2 separate regions of the Gossypium arboreum genome follow, and region 2 is linked to region 1. The links are chromatin contacts, called in public Hi-C maps. All regions are on one chromosome and are shown on one strand. Each heading gives the region's core, a stretch centred on a gene start, on an enhancer-like site or on the middle of the called end of the contact. The rest is flanking DNA. Distances are from core to core; before and after follow the strand shown. Region 1 has its middle 4.0 kb from the start of LOC108468894. Region 2 holds the start of LOC108467849.

Region 1 (2,700 bases), core at 75-2,574:
GAGGTGTTGTCAAGGCATGTTAAGTTGTTTATTAATTCAACTATTGTACAAATTGCTAAATTGAGCTACAGACTACTGTAAAAAAATGAATGATTAATTGAGCGGGTTGCTTCGTCAACCACTGTAACACTCTAAATCCGATGTTTTCAAGTCAAGTTTGAGGTGTTATAGTTTTAGTGTCAGAGTCAAGTTTATTCAGTTCTAGGTCTAAACCGAGTTAGTGTAGATAGAAATTCTAGTGTACATGCTAATTAGGAACTTTGAATTGTGAGACTTTGATGTTGTTTTTTCTTACATGCCACCAATGGTGATTTACAATGGCGAAACTAGGGGGTAGTAGGGTCCCGACCCTCCTAACTTTTTTCATATGGTCCCTTTAAAATTTTTAAAAGTTTAAATTAGTAAAGATAAAATTGTACTTTAGCCCCCCTAAAAATATAAAATTTTGATTTAATCTTTTAAAAATTATAAAGATATAGTCTATTAAAATAGTGAAATTGTGTTTTTTCTATTGTAAAAATAACAATTTAATTTCGGCCCCTAAAATATTTTCCTATTTTTGCCCCTGGTGATTTGCGAAGAATCAAGGAAATGATCAGCAAATGGATTGTATAAACAACCCCTACCAAACGAATGACACCAACATCCTATTGTAAATAGCTTAAATTTTTAATAATCGATTCATTAACAACAACAAAAAAATACATAAAACAATTTATAATTTGGATGAAAAGACGCATAACTTGGAGAAATATGCCAAATAATATGATTTTTTTTTAGTGAGAATTGTCAGTCACATTTCTTTGTTGTATTTCTTGGTGATCTATAAATAATGAAAGATTAGAGAATTCTTCAATATTGCTAACTGCAGAATCCGTAAAAGATTTGGTGTACACTAGGTTGTCTCGAAGCAAATAACTTAATTCACTGTGCTTGAAAGTCTTCATTCATTTTTTGACCAATCAGGAGAAAGGAACAATCAAGCTTTAAGCTTTGATGCACTCTCATGCAACTTGTAACCCCAGTCCATGATATATTCATTCTGAGGTAACCATCTTCTGCCCAAACTCAAATCGCAATAAATTTATTATTAAGCCCTTGGGTGTTTCTCTTTGTGAAATACGTTAAGGCCCAGTCAATAATGGGCCAGGATGCTTATGTGGATCTCCCCAATGAGCCATAGTTATCCAAAATGAAGGGTCCAAATGAAGCTAATGATATAGGGGAATGATAAGTGGGACCACAGGGCGATGGCTCGAAGCTTCAAAGAAAAAACAGTGGAAAAGAAATAGGTGAGCTGGATGTGAAGGGTCTGGGGACCAGGGACCAGGACCCTTGCCTTAGCCCAGCCTACTTGCACTGAACGAGGAGATGGAACACCGTTAGCCTGACCTTACGTGTACGGCCATGATTGAGTTTCATTATTTCACAAAAAATCTTCTGGATTGTTTTTCTTTTTTTCTTGAATGCCTCCGGAGATGTGGAATTTTGTGCCCTTTCGCTCCCTAACATGACCTCTTACTGCTTCAAAGACCAATGCTTCCTTTAAGAGACCGCAGTGGTCAATAAATATGGAACCCTTTCTTTTCTTGATAAACTAGAAAAGAAAAGATTTGGAGAAAATTTGGTTTTCCTTTTGCTGTGTTTAATTTAATGATCATTAGGGTCCCGTCCCCCCCCCCCCCCCCCCCGGGGCCCTCAAGTAAATCACATACCCACAAGAAAAAAGACCCATGAACTTGAGACTTTTACTGTCTCTATTCATCAATAGATGAAAGCTCAAGAGGCAAACAAAATCTTAGTTGTAGGGCTCTCTCTCTCTCTCTCTCTTTCTGCCACCCAGGAAAAAAAAATTCCATCATAAAGGCCTGCAAATCTATCACCCTAATCGCCCAAAATCTACCAGATAATGACATCTCTTTTCTCACTTTTTCAGAATCCCAACTGCTTGCTTGAGTTAAAAAAAAAAAAAAACCTGTTCCAAGTTCTAGACATTGGGAGGCAATGAGACTAGAAAACCCAGAAACAAAACATTACATCAACAAAGAAACAGACATTGTGGCCTGGGGTTTATAGAAGAGCATATTTTGTCTTGTTAGGGAGTGCAGTGTAACTATTTTAGAATAATGACAATTTTTATTTAATAAAAAAATTCAGCTCTTTTCATGAGACATGAAGTCTATGAAACATCAGTCAGTATACTCTTTTTTCCCCTGGTGCTGCAAGGGTTCGGAGAGAGCTAACAATGCCAAAATCTTATGACATTTGTTTGTACTGCTCCATTTTATGGTTGGACCACAATTTGATGATACATTTCATCACTCAAAGCATTGAAAACTGTTTCAAGGCTCAATGTGTTGGATTATGGGGTGAGTGTGTGTGTTTGATTAAAAGCCCACATGATGATCAAGTGTTGAGTAATGATGCCCAGTTTTGGCCCAAAAAATGATGATCAACTTTGATTTGCTAAATTTCACCCACAGACAAAACACTAGGAGAAAGGGACCCAGATCTTGAAATGCCATATGGCGGAGGGGGTCTCTCTCATCATTTTCTATCAAAGTCTCAAACTGTAATACTTAAACCGCCCATCTTTCTTTCCGCCTCTACTGTGTGTAAATTCGTCCCCTATTTGTTCCACCTTCATGTCTCAAAGCGGTCAAATTCTAGTGTAGGAGATGAAATTGAAGTCACACTATA
Region 2 (2,700 bases), core at 130-2,629, 100 kb before region 1:
CACGCTCGAAACGACTACAAATGTCTTGAGGGATCAAGTATTGCTTCCCAAATCGGAACTGGAAAAGTTTGGGGTCATTCCATTCCTTATCGTACTTCATTTTGAGAGCAATTCCCCGCCTTTGCATCTCGCCTCGGTCGCGCCCTGCTGTCTCTCCTGCCGTCTCGATGGCCTCGATGACAACGGGGAAGTGGGAAAGCAAATTGTGGATGTGGTTATGGACGCAATCCTTATTCTGGTGGAGGTTGATTGCTTTAACCCACCAGTCTCTCTTGTCCATACTTTGTCGGACATAAACTTCACCCTCTTTGAAGATCCTTTGAAGCTCTTTGAATGGTTGTTCGAGGGCGTTCCATTTGGTGTTCTTCTCGTCTAGTTGGAGGTTCAGCTTTATCTCCTCGGCTATTGTATTGAAAGCCGAACCGAAGATATCAAACAATAAACAGCACTGGCGTCGATTGATTTGAGAATCATCTTGTAAAACCATGAGAGCACCCAAACTTCCCAAAACCTCACCAATCTGCCTGAAGTGCTCCATTTAAAACCAAACTCTATGGACAATTCCCTTCGAATAAAATCACAAGGGTGCTGTCGAATCCTGGAGATGAAACCCCAGAATCAACAGCCCCCAAACACCAGGCCTGCACGTATATATATATATATATATTTAAAATGGTTATTTAACCAAAAGCACATATTGGGATGATCCCAAGAAATATTTAAAGAAAAAAAAACAAAAATTAAGGCCTTAATGGAAAATAAATGTTTTAAACCATATATGCAGACCTCTCAGTGACAAGTCTCTCTTTTCAACGCCAACTTTCCCTTTTGACTATTCTCTTCTAGAATCCCAAAATTTTGATCTGATGAAGAAAATATTCCATTTTTATTCCATAGAAGAGAAGAGAACATAAACACACAAAAAAAAAATCAACAATGAAAATGAAAATGATGTGCTAACAAAAAGGAAAAGAAATGAAAAGAAAGCTGACCATTCAACCAATATCCGTCAAATAGCACCTAGATTGAAGAACCCGACCAACTTTTTTTGTTCTTTTAGAAAAGAAATCTTAAAGCTTTGAATGTTTGGGAATTATAGGAAGATAAAAAAAAGTCAGCTGGAAACGTAAACAACCAAGCCAAGAACCTGAAATCTCTCAAAAAAAACATTTTGTAACGAAAACAACAAGGGACAATAACTGTAGATGGAATAACATAACAGAAAATAAAAGACAACAAAGAACAACATGGTTATCCAGAGTCAACTACAAACTTCAAAAATCACGTCCATCGAGTATCTGTTTCTAATCTATTTATAAATATTCTCCGGGATTTTCGTCTTTTCTTATGCTTAAATTTTTTTTTTTCAAAAAACTGTTACTCTCTTCAAAGGTCGTCCTAGAAAAAAGGTAATAGAAGCTTGTACGATGTCGTTTGGAAAGGATTTTAGCTGCCATTTTATATAAATATATAAAATAATAATGACGTGATTGTGATACATGTTTTTATTTTAAAATTATATTACAATTCCCAGATTATTGTATAAATAAATGATAAATGTGATTGTGTGCTCCTGATTTAAGAACTAAAATTAGAATATAAATATTAAATTAATCTCTCTGTTTTTTCATGTACAAAGAGTTGAAAGATTGTTGGAACTTGTTATTATTCAACCCCTCTTCTTTTGGAATAATTACCAACTTCATGATGTCAAGTCAACAGCGAAACTATTATTTTAAAAAGGAGCTAATCCACTAATTAAGGAACCAGCCTAACTTCGGATAAATAATAAATTTGATTAGTGAAACTTTGTATTAACCTATAAGAAAAGCCAACTCGAAAGTGAAATATAATTATTTCTCATTAATTTCATGTCCTTCACATATTAAACTTTAGGTTATAATATTTTTCATATTTTTAAAATTTAAATTTTCAAAATTTAGGTAATACTTATTATCTACACCATATTTGACATTTTGAAATAAAAAACTATTAATTTAATAGACATGTAAGAAAAAATAACTCAATTTTAATAGAAATTTTTAATGATATTTTTTATAAAATAAATAGACAAAGACTAAAGAACAAAGAGAATGAGAGCAGGGGCGGATACAATGGGGGCTAGCAGTGGCTCCCTAAAATGAAAAATTTATATTTAGGTTCTTGAATTTTTTTTAAAATTTTAAATTAATAAAGGTAAAATTTACTTTGACCCCCTTAAAATTATAAAAATTCGATTTAATCATTTAAAAATTATAAAGATATAGACTATAAAAAATTAAATTTTTATTCGGCCCCTAAAAATTTGTTCTAGCTTCGCCCCTGAATAAGAGAGTAAAGAGAGAGCGTATTTTATTAATCAATCAAAAGTCTCTATTTATATAAATGATAATTTTAATGGACATTTACTTAATAACATATTCATAACAATATTCATATTTAAATTTAAATTTTAAAATAAATATTAGAAATTTGAAACATATGAACTTAAACTTTATTATTATTTCTACTCTATAAGTAATTTCTTCTATCCAAGAAAAAGTATCCATGGAAAAGAGAGTATTTTGCAAACTAGAGCGATTACTATATTTAAAAAGTGAAGAGTAATTCACTTTGTGATAAAGATATTTAATTAATTTAAAATTTTACATATTATTAAATATAACGGTAGATATAGTAAAGACTTAATTTTAGTACACC

The links. Hi-C and Micro-C count contacts between places; a contact is called where the count stands out from the background.
Region 2: a Hi-C map of leaf shows a contact between it and region 1, with 3 times the contacts expected there. The contact joins the promoter of LOC108467849 here to the enhancer-like site in region 1. A contact is called at or near these places in 3 of 5 Hi-C or Micro-C datasets (all in leaf).

Annotation. Positions count from the first base shown.
Region 1 is chr8:41,957,910-41,960,609 of ASM2569848v2, reverse strand. No RefSeq gene overlaps it. Among protein-coding and RNA genes, the nearest start is that of LOC108468894, 4.0 kb to the right of the region's middle. Within about 2 kb of position 1,324, at least 2 of the 2 cell types and tissues checked have an H3K27ac peak or open chromatin away from gene starts, as enhancers often do. A contact at or near this core is called in leaf, where this site is marked.
Region 2 is chr8:42,058,555-42,061,254 of ASM2569848v2, reverse strand. It overlaps LOC108467849, which reads right to left and starts at 1,379. Exons shown (of 5, transcript XM_017768659.2): 1 at 993-1,379; 2 at 787-863; 3 at 1-641. The coding sequence starts at 538.